Linked DNA regions of Cricetulus griseus: region 2 is linked to region 1. Evidence: chromatin contacts called from public Micro-C data. All regions are on one chromosome and are shown on one strand. The core of a region is the stretch at or near the end of the contact, and the rest is flanking DNA. Distances in the headings are between cores, read along the strand shown.

Region 1 (5,463 bases), core at 1,349-3,848:
ATGGATGCATGGATGGATGCATGGATGGATGGAGGGATGCATGGATGGATGGAGGGATGCATGGATGGATGGGTGGAGGGATGGATGGATGCATGGATGCATGGATGCATGGATGGACAGATAGATGGTCAGGAAAATGAAAATGTAGCGAAGGGGCATGACGCAGCCCCAGAACGTCTCTCTAAGGCCCCCACCACAGCAGCCTAGGGAGCAGCAGCCGCACCTGTCTGCGGAGCCTTTGATGAGGCGGCGGCAGGTCTCCATCTGCACGTCCAGGCCTCGCTTCATGCTGCACATCTCCATGTACTCGTGCAGATGCCGGTTCATGTCACTCTTGGCTGTGGCCAGCTCCAGCTAGAAAGAGTCAATGAAGAATAAAGGTGCTGAGGGGGACCTTTGAACCTCGAGTTACCAGCAGCAGCAACCACCCTCCTCCACCCAGGCCATCCCAAGACACTGTGCCCTCAAGTCTCTGCCTTGTAGGTTTCAACCTTCCTTATTCTCTGCACACCAGTCAATATTCTTTAGACATACTTCTGGTCAAAGGGGAATGGTCACTTAGCAACCCCAGAGGAGGTCTGTCTGGCTAAGCCCCATCTGATTCAGGGGACTTCCCTGTACTCAGCATCTCTGAAGAACTGGCTATGGGCAGGAACAGGAAACTCTTCATGTCTCTGAGCCTTCTCCTGTACTGTGCCACCTGCTCCTCCAGGGAGGAGGGAGGACTCTGGGCTTCTCCTTCTCCAATACAGGAAGAGCATTAACTCTTGTACACCAGTGACCAAGAACACTGACCTGAATACTGCTTCCTGACTTGGAAACAGTGGGCAAGGGACTTGGCCTCTTTGGACATCATTTTCTCCTCTGTATGGGTACCCAGTCCCTACAGCTGAGGAGGAGGTAAGGATAACCCAGAATAACCAGAGCTAACTTCGGAGTGATGTCCACTGATGCTAGGCACTGGGTAAGACTGTTATTGACAGTGACCTGCCTTAGCCTCTTTAGGGGAGGCAAGAATCACTGCCCAACTTTATAGATTAGGAAACCAACACCCTAGTAAGCACAGGTTTGCAATGCCAGGCTCCTGACTCCTGACCCCCTTGCTTGTCCCATTTTGTAAGCCTGCATTTCCATGGGCACTCAGGATCTCAACTGTACAGCCCCAGCAGACTCAGTAGCAGGCTCCATGGCCCAAGCTCTTACCTCGATCTGGCCTATCGTCTCCTGGTACTCCTTGTCTCTCGTCTTGAAGAAGGATTCAGTCTCATGGATCAAGTTGCCCAAGTTTTCTTCTTGCTGGAGAGATAGGGGGGACAGTTTATTTGGGGAGCACGAGCTGCATGAAAAGGGCAAAACTGAAGGATCATGGGAAAGAGGCACCCCGCAGAGAAGGCAGGTCTTGGGCTCACCTCGCCCTGCAGGTCAATGGTCGGGTTACAGTTGGTAAAATCCTCCCACAGCAGCAGGGTGTCTTCATTCTCTTCCCAGGTCAGGCTGTCACAGTCATCATCAAAATCAAAGGTCTCCCGCCTGTGGGTGACATCAGAGGGCATGACTTAACAGAAGCCAGGCTCCTGGGGCACATACAGAGAGGACAGAAAGGGGCACCTTCCCCAGTGTGTATGCACCCGTGAGGTGGCTCTCAACCAAGATGGGGTGGTAGCCAAAGCCAATTGTCTTATCCAAAAAAGAGTTTTAGTCTTTCAAAACGTGAATGTTTCTGTACAATTAGAGGTCTGGTTTCAGGTCAAAAGTAGTGTGAGGCATGTCTATGGTCCCAGAATTCAGGAGGACGAGATATGAGGATCAAATTCAAGGCCAGCCTGGGCTGAGTTCCAATCAGCTTGAACTATGGTATAAAACCTTGTGTCAACAATCCACCCACCCTCCCCAGGGCTACAGAGATGGCTAGGTAATGAACAGCACTTACTGCTCTCGTAGAGGACTAGAAATAATTCCCAGTACCCACATGGTGGTGGAAAACTGTCTGTTAACACTGGTTCTGGGGCCCCGACACCCTTTTATGGACTCTACAGGCACTACACACGCATGGTGCACAGGCAAAACACTCATACACATAAATACAATAAATCTTTTTTTAAAAATCTCCTCAGAGCCGGACGGTACTTGGGAGGCAGAGGCAGGTGGATCTCTGTGAGTTCGAGGCCTGGTCTACAGAGCGAGTTCCAGAACAGGCTCCGAAGCTACACAGAAAAACACTGTCTCAAAAACAAAACAAAACAAAACAAACAAACAAACAAACAAACAAACTTCTCAGATGCCCCCCCCCGCCCCGCTTTAGACATACTTCTGATCAAAAGAAGGATGGCCACCCCCACTCCATGTTGAGCTCTACATCATTCAACAAAGTTATTATTTGGGGACCAACCGGCAGTGACACAGATGGAATTCTGATTTTAAAAAACTCCCCACAGCGCTCCCTAGAGCTAAACCAGGCTGGTTCCTCGCCCAACAGCAATTCTTGTAGAAGCGTGTAGATGGCGCCCGTGAGTCAGGAAATAAGCTTGGGGTTGGCTATGGAGAAGGAGGCGATTCTGAGCCCCTGGGGTCCACCCATTAGCACATCACATAGTCCACCACTGACTTCACTTCCTTTCCAGCGCCTGAGACCTGAAGGCCCGCAGAAGCATGGCTAGCCAGAAGGGACAGGAAGATGGATGGCAGCAGAGACGGAAAGAGCCCCCACCCCTCCCTGGGACTTCGGAAGACGGTTGAAATTCCTTTCTCAGCCTTGGTCTGAAGCCCAAGCCACTGATCCCAAGCCACTGATTTGGATCAAAACAAAACAGAGTTCTGACACGGGTGTGTCATTCAAAAGCCTCACTAGAAGTGGCTGGGGCCCGTGGGGGTAGGAGTAACCACGGGGCTGGGCCACGGGCTCACGGAGATACCAGATGAGAAAGGAAAAACCAGCCAGAGCAACAGGATAGGCATAGGGGCGATCAAGGAATTTTATTTATTTATTTATTTATTTATTTAAATTTAGGCAACTATAAGCCAGACAAATCTAATTAGACACTGAACCCTGTCAACACTCCAGTGCCCACCACATGAGGGATCACTACTCACAGCTGAACGCATTTTCCACACACAAGAAGGAGCCCTCGTGAAGGCACCCCAACTCAGCTCTCTGGATGGGCACCTCTGCACTGCACCTCACTTCTGACCAGCCTAGCGATTCCTAGAGGCTCCATGAAATACTTCAGACAACTGATTCCTTCTGAGGAGCTCTTTTAGTCAACAAAATGAAGGCGATCTGGGTTTCTGAGCATCCAATAGTGACTTAGACTCAGGAATTCCCAGAGCAAAACCCATACCCAACCACATTTCTTTTCAAAAGCCTAGAGCTGCAGCTCAGTTGAGAGTGATTGCCTGTCACGCATGGGAGGCCCTGGGTTTGATTCCCGGCACTGCCCAAGTCAGGCATGGGTCCTAGTATTCAAGGGGTGGCAGGAAGAGCAGAAGTTCAAGGTCATTCTAGACTTCATAGCAAGCTTGAGGCTAGCCAGGGCTACACGAGCCCCTATCTCAAAAAAGGAAAAAAAAAAAAAAAAAAGGTGGGGGTTGGGGGACACCCTCTTGTTAGTAGAAGGTGAGAGCATGAGATCTGGAGGGAGACTCAAGTTGAAAGATGAACCAAGAGTCAAGGGGTGTCCTTGGCATTATCAATAGCAAATGTCCAGGGTTGTCTTGGTTCCGTTTGAAGGGAGAGTATCAGGTGTCAGGTGAGAACTCCCAACTCCACCCGGCTGGTGCTAAGTACCTATCGAAACCAAAGAGGGAGCAGCCAGGAACGGTGACACAGCAGAGAGAAGATGAACATCTCTTACAAGCAGGAAGAGGCTAAGGGAACAGAGGACTGAACCCTCTAAGTGGGCTTGGCTCTTCCTACTCTGTGGTCCTGAAGTACTTCCCTCATATGGAGGTCAAGGGGCTGGTGGCCTGATCTTTGGATGGTGCCAGCTGTGGCAGAGCTGAGCTTTCAGGATCCAGGTACCCAAGAGCATGGGGTTCCCAGTCCTGCCCTTGACTCACCCAGTGCCTTCTCCCAATCCCACCTTGGGGTACTGTATGGATTAGAGTTAAAAATGGATCAGGGTTCAGAAGAAAACACCAAATAGGCCAAGGCCACAGTGCAATATATTCAATGGATCCTGGTGCCCAGTTCTCTGTAGGGTTTCGTAGGGGAGTCCTGAATGAATAGATTTCTTATAATAACGAAGTCTAAGTAACCAATGTGACATCACTGAGCCTGCACACAAACAACACACACACACACACACACACACACACACACACACACACACACACACACACGGCTCCCAAAGGCTGGTACCTACCACTTGGCTCTCTGTCTACTCATGCCAGACTCTGCCACTCAGCTGGCATCTCCTGGGGAGGGAATGCTAGGGAGTGGCAGGTTACTCTGAGTTCCAATTCTGCCGTGTCCTGCTGAGCCCCCTCAGAGCCTTTAATAGGTTAATAATGATGCTGTCTGCTTGGTGAAAGTCTGGAGTCAGCCAAGTGTCATTTCATGGAGGGTACTTGGTGACTATCAAGGTTCTTCCCATGAACCATGGGCGGGTCAACACAGCAGCCCACGTAGAAAGACTGGAAGAGTGGGCCTGTAATGCATGGTTGGGGATAGAGCGCTGAGGTGATGTCACACTACTGGCCCCTCCTAGATGCATGAGGTCATCAGGCAGACTACACATGAAGAGGGAAGAGATGGGATAGCCCTGCCTTTTTATCCCTTGTGCAAGGAAGGACAATCCTAGTTGAAGCAATCCTCTCCCTACACCTCTCTGGGTAGGGTATGTTCTACAAGCCCGGGTAAAGGATCATGGGCACACTTCCCAAATATGGGAGGCACTAGATACCCAGCCACGGATGGTGCCATGTGATATCTGGCCTTGAGCCTCCAAAGAGAGGCTTAAAACAGGAAGTTTCCCAAACTCTGTTTAAAAAAGAATCCAGCAGGGCTGGAGGGATGGTTCCATGGTTAAGAGCACCTGCTGCTCTTCCAAAGGACCTGGGTTCATTTCCCAGCACCCACATAGCAACTCAGAACTGTCTGTAACTCCAGTTCCAGGGGATCCAATACCATCACACAGACATGCATGCAGCCAAAACATTCATACCATAAAAATAAATAATGATATAAAATTTAAAAATAAGTACATTTTTTAAATTAAAAAAAATTTAAACTCTTTTTAAGAAATGAATCCAGGGGCTAGAAAGATTGCTTAGTGGGTAAAGTGCTTGCAGTGCAAACATGAGGACCTGAGTTCAATCCCAAGAATGTATGTTAAAAAGCCAAGCATGGAGCCGAGCAGTCGTGGTGCAACATCTTTCATCCCAAACACTCAGGAAGCAGAGGCAGGCGGATCTATGAATCTGGGGCTAGCCTGGTCTGGTGGTATGAATTTGTCATCCCAGTAC
Region 2 (5,463 bases), core at 967-3,466, 37 kb after region 1:
GTAAAGCATCCCCCAGCAAGCCAGGCCCTGCGCAGGCAACTGGGACTCCAGGAGTCTCTACACCCTGCTTATCACAAGTAATAACACCTACTTGATTATTTTACACCTTCCAACAGGAGCCTCATCCACTCTACCCTGGAGCACTGGCTGGGGTTTTCTATTCCCATGTCACTGAGGAGCAAGCAATCTATCCTGCAGGTGATGGGAGCTAGTCCCGGTCAGTAGACCTCAGCAGAGGGTAAGAAAGTGGGCCCAGCTTCCAGGGAGACTGTAGGAACAGAAGTAATGGCCCCACTCCCTTAAGAGTCAGGACAACAAAAGCAGAGTTACACAGGCCCGAGATAGGAGCTGAAGACCAGAGGGCCCCTCCCCCATGCAGACCTGAGACCTACACACACAGACCCTCTCTCTTTCTCTCTCTCTCCCTCCCTGTGTCAGAAAGCTGAGCAGACAGTATTGTTGGCCAGGCTGCAGGCAGAAAGCAGTGCCAGTATTGCAGAAAGGGAATCTGGACTTCAAGGAGCATACTGGCCATCTTGCAAGCAGCCTGCCTCTGACCTCCAGCTGGACCCATCATCTGGGTCCACCCAATCAATATTCTAACCCATGGGTGTCTCTCCCCTGGGGGACCTCAATAAACCTTGAGACTTGGGAGAACAGGAAGAAAGGATGACTTTTTTCTTAAAGGCTGGTGGCTGGTTCTGATTCTGCAGCTCAGGGATCTGGGCCTTACAGACCTGGAACAAGACAGCCAACTTTGGGACCCTAGGGACAGATACATCCATCTTCTCACTTGAGCTCATTAAATTCAAGGACAAAAAAAAAAAATGACAATGTACTAGTTGAGAGTTTTTCTTTACACCTGCTGTGGGAAGGGAATCTACCACTAACATCTCTGGAGAAATACCAAGCCTGGGAGACACACCAGCCAGGACTCCCATCAATGGATCAAATCTTGACTTTCACCACAGATTAGCCAAGTCGCCTTGGGCAAGTCACTTAGCACCTCTCCTCAGTTTCCTTATCTGCAATATGGGGACGAGGCTGCCTCACACCGCATTGTCATGTGGACAGAATGAGATCACCACAAGTCCGCTGGTTATTACGTCCCTGGGAAACAATGTGCTTGGCCCCCGGGGGTCGGCGCCCAGGTAATCCGCGCGAGCCCTGCGCTCGCGGATTCAGATGACCGAGTCCTCCCGGCAGCTCGCAGCCCACCTGTCAGGCCCCGCGGCCCACCCGAGAGCGGCGGAGGAGGGGCGCGCACCCACTCACCTCCGTTTGTACTCGTCACGCTCGCGCTTCACCTTGGCCAGCACGTTGTAGAGTGCGCGGATCTCTGGCGTGATGGTGTCAATCTGCACGCCCACGCCGTCCGGGTGTACCCACGACACGCCGGGGCCCTGCACTGTCTCCACGCCGCCGCCGCCCGTGCGCCGCACCTGCGTGTAGCTCCAGATGGTCCCGGGCAAGCGGCCGTAGTGCTGCGGATGCGAGCCGCCGCCGGGAGGCAGGCCGCCCAGGGCCATCGCGTTGGCGTTGACGCCGATGGCCGCGCCGAGGGCCTGCCCGCCGCCCGCAGCCGGCGGCCGCAGCAGTTCGGGCCCGGTCTGCACGGCCTGCTCCCGGGAGAAGGTCTTGTAGCGCAGTCGCCGCTCGCGTTCGCTCTGCTGCTGCTCCAGCTGCTTCTCCAGAAGCCGGTTGCGCCGCTCCAGCTCATGCACCTTGGCCAAGAAGCAGCGGAAGCGCACGTTGAGCCCCTTGAGGAGGTGGATATTGGAGCCCAGATCGTCCCGCAGTGCCGCCGTTACGGGCGAGGGCCCCGGCCCGGCGCCACCGCCACCGCCACCGCCTGCGCAGCCGCCGCCCCCCGGCGGGCAGCCGAAAGCCAAGGCCATCTCCCCGAACAGCAGCGAGTTGACCATGCGCCGGCTGCGCGGCTCAGGGCCCCGGGCCCGCGGCTCCAGATGGGGTTCCAGCTCGGGGCCGGGCTCCCGGCGTGGCCGGGCCAGGGCGGGCGCGGGCTCCAGCGCGGACGGGGTGGTGCCAAGTGCACGCCAGATGCAGCTCCGCAGCGCCGGAAGAGAGAGCGGGACGAGCCGGAGGTCGCTGTGGCTGCGTGGGGTTGACGAGGGGCTCCGTGCCTGCGCCGCGACTGTCACAGCTGCTATGGACCGGCCGCAGTAGCGGCGCGCAGAGGACTCTCGGCCGGGGCTGCCCCCTCTGCGTCGGGCCCCGCCCTCTGCAGGCACAAACCACGCCCCTCAGAGCCCGCCCTCTGCAGACACAGACCACACCCCCTGCCTGGCCGACCTCCGCAGGCAAAGGCCACGCCCCTCCCGACCCTCCCTCTATAGGCGAAGGCCAAGCCCCCCTGTCTGGACCGCCCTCTGCGGGCATAGGCCACGCCCCGTCCACCCAATGCAGCGATTTCACCCGCTGAGACTCGGCGCTCAGGCCCTGCAGCCCTGGCCACGCCCACAGGCCCTCGGACTCCGCCCACCCACAAGCTGCGCCACTTGTCTGCGAGGAGCCTTTCGGCTGCTGCAGCTCAGGCTCCGCCCAGCAACGACCCGGAAAGCCCTCGCCGGCGTGCGGCGCTGCAGGCCTAGTGGGGTTCAGGTAATCTAACGCAGTCTGCATACGAAACTGCAGCGGGGAGCGCGGCAGAGCCGGGAGCTGCAGCCTCTTAATTAAAGAGGCTAGCGGTCTGGATCCGCTCACTTCCCCTTCTGGGGAGCCCTCTCCCACCGAGTCTGCCACTTCCTCCCGCCGTCCCTCCCTCCGTGCCCCAAATTCCCCTGCCCCAGATTCTCACGCATGCGGGTGAGTGTGGCCTGCAAAGGTCCGGCATCAACCATAGCGTGCGAAGATACATGCTTGACAATTCCCTTACTCCGGCCTCCGGTGGCTTAGGTCGTCCGCTGGTCTACTAGCAAACCGAGATTCAGGGACGCGAAGTAGGCCAGGGAAGAGCAAGCAATGACCATCCCAGCCTGCCTGCCCCCTGCCCTCAGCCCTGACTAGCCACCTCCCACCACCACATTCTCACAGGCTGCCATGATGTAGCTGAGCCCAGAGCTGAGGGTCTATCCATCATTTCTCCCAGCTGCCTGCTGCAGTGTGGAGAAACACCTATTTAGAGAACATACCTATCCATCTGTTCATTCATTCATCCATTTATTCATTCATTCACTCATTCAGATGTATTCACACCTACCACCCTAAAGTCAGTGTCTCCTGCAATCTCCAAACACTTCCTGCACCCATTGCAAGCGTTAGCATACAGTAGGTGACTACTTAAGTATTATCCTCACTTTACAGAGGTCACTGAGACCTGAGCAGTCACCAGCATCTCAAAGCATGCTCTAACCTGCCTTCCAGGTTGCTGGCCTTTGATGGTTACCACAAACTTCACAGCGGAGGGACACCACCCTTGAATGCCTGTGGCTCACACCGTCAGCCCTTAACCAGATATGTGGTATGTTGCAGATTCTTTCAGCCACATCTTTTCTGCTTTTCATTGCCCTTCTGTCTTGTTACTAACTTGTGCATTTGTCTTGTTTGTGTAAGCTTGTGAGCAGGTACCCTGTCTTATGGGGACAGTGCCTTGGGGACAGAGAAGACAGTAGCTTGCTCTGGGCTGGTGCTATGCCTCAGATGCTACTGCTGTGTTTCAGGTTTGGTCATGTTGTCTTCCCTCACTTCCCAGCTCCATGCTCCATGGCAAATGGACTCATCTCTGAGCTCTGACATTCCCTTCTGGCAGTCTTTCTCCTCTGAACCCAACCCTACCTGGCCACTGTTCTGAACTCTTAGATCTCATGGCCTTTAATGCTTCCCTTATCCACCCCAAAGAATCAAGGACCCTTTGCCTAGAAGTGGGGACTCTTGGGCTCCCATGTGGACTGAGAAAAGAATTCTGAGGGGGCTGTGACACTGGGATGGACCAAGTTCCACTTTTATGGCCACTGGTCTTTTGAAAACTACTCAGCACTCCCTTTGATTCTGAATGAAGCCCTCACCATCCTATCACCCATAGAAATCAGATATGCCCGTATGATAGGTGCTGTAAATATCCTGAGACCTAAGCTGCCAGCATTCTGAAAGCCGTATTGGGCTTACTGCTATATATGTTTGCTCGTTTTTTTTTGTAGCATTTGGGATAGAGATCAGAGCATCCCAATTGCTAAGCAAGCCACATCTTGAGCCCTAAATCTCATTTTTACCAAGTCATGTGTGTGTGTGCTTGTGCACGTGCATGCGCGCGCGCGCGCGCGCGCGCGCGTGTGTGTGTGTGTGTGTGTGTGTGTGTGTGTGTGTGTGTGTGTTGTGTTGTATAGTGTACAAGCATACACCTACCACAACTTCACAACTTCAGATGTTGGTCCTCACCTCCACCTTACTTGAGACAGTATCTCTTGTCAGACACTCACTCTGTGTGCCAGGCTAGCTCGCCCTGGAGGTTCTGGGGCTCTCCTGTCTCCTCCTGTCTCATTGTAGGAGAACTGGGATTACAGATGCTGCTTGCCACTGCATCCAGTCTTATGTGAGTCCCGGGGATCTGAACTCAGGACCTCACACTTGTTCAGCAGGGCTTTACCCACTGAGCCATCTCTCAAGCCCCATTCCATTATTTAATGTGCTAATAAAGAAATAAATATATAGGGGCTGGAGATGTGGCTCAGCAGTTAATAGCACTGACTACTCTTCCAGAGGATCCAGGTTCAATTCCCAGTACAACATGGTACCTCACAACAGTCTATAACTCCAGCATCCAACAGCCTCATACAGACGTGCAAGGCAAAACACCAGTGCATAGAAAAATAAATTTTAAAAAGAAAAGAAATAAAAAATATCATGATGTGAATTTGCTTTTTGAATACTTCAGTGATTTGCATTTTTAAAACTCTTTCCATTGCATGAATTTTGTCAGAATGCAAAAAAAAATGATATGGTTTTTGTTTGTTCATTTTTAAGACAGAGTATCAAGTAGCCCAGGCTGGACTTGCATCCTGATCTTCCTGTGCCCACCTCCCAAGTGCTGAGACTCTAGGACATCACACAGCGTTTATGCATCAATGCCTTGTGCAGGCTAGGAAAGCACTCTTCTGACAGCTACATCACAATGCATTGATTTTTTGTTTGTTTGTTTGTTGAGACAACAGGGTCTCTCTATGTAGCCCAGGCTGGTCTTGAACTCCCAGAGACCCACCTGCTCTGCATATGGAATTCTGGGATTAAAGACCACCATGTGTGCCCTCATAATACATTCTTTTTGTTTGTTTTTCGAGACAGGGTTTCTCTGTAGCTTTGGAGCCTATCCTGGCACTGGCTCTGGAGACCAAGCTGGCCTCGAACTCACAGAGATCCACCTGCCTCTGCCTCCCGAGTGCTGGGATTAAAGGCGTGTGCCACCAACGCCCAGCTTCATAATACATTCTTACAAATTATTCCTATCTG

What was found. Hi-C and Micro-C count contacts between places; a contact is called where the count stands out from the background.
Region 2: a contact with region 1 is called in a Micro-C map of the CHO-K1 cell line, with 2.0 times the contacts expected there. The contact joins the promoter of Iffo2 here to the enhancer-like site in region 1. A contact is called at or near these places in 3 of 8 Hi-C or Micro-C datasets (the CHO-K1 cell line and the CHO-S cell line).

The regions. Positions count from the first base shown.
Region 1 is chr2:13,668,958-13,674,420 of CriGri-PICRH-1.0, forward strand. It overlaps Iffo2 (intermediate filament family orphan 2), which reads right to left. Exons shown (of 8, transcript XM_027399867.2): 5 at 1,410-1,530; 6 at 1,204-1,296; 7 at 224-354. Among named protein-coding and RNA genes, the nearest start is that of Aldh4a1, 10 kb to the left of the region's middle. Within about 2 kb of position 2,599, at least 1 of the 6 cell types and tissues checked has open chromatin away from gene starts, as enhancers often do. A contact at or near this core is called in the CHO-K1 cell line, where this site is marked.
Region 2 is chr2:13,706,543-13,712,005 of CriGri-PICRH-1.0, forward strand. Iffo2 (intermediate filament family orphan 2) reads right to left here and starts at 2,217. Exons shown (of 8, transcript XM_027399867.2): 1 at 1,276-2,217. The coding sequence starts at 1,925. It overlaps LOC103161918 (a long non-coding RNA gene), which reads left to right and starts at 2,424. Exons shown (of 3, transcript XR_003482077.2): 1 at 2,424-2,622; 2 at 3,385-3,481; 3 at 4,981-5,209.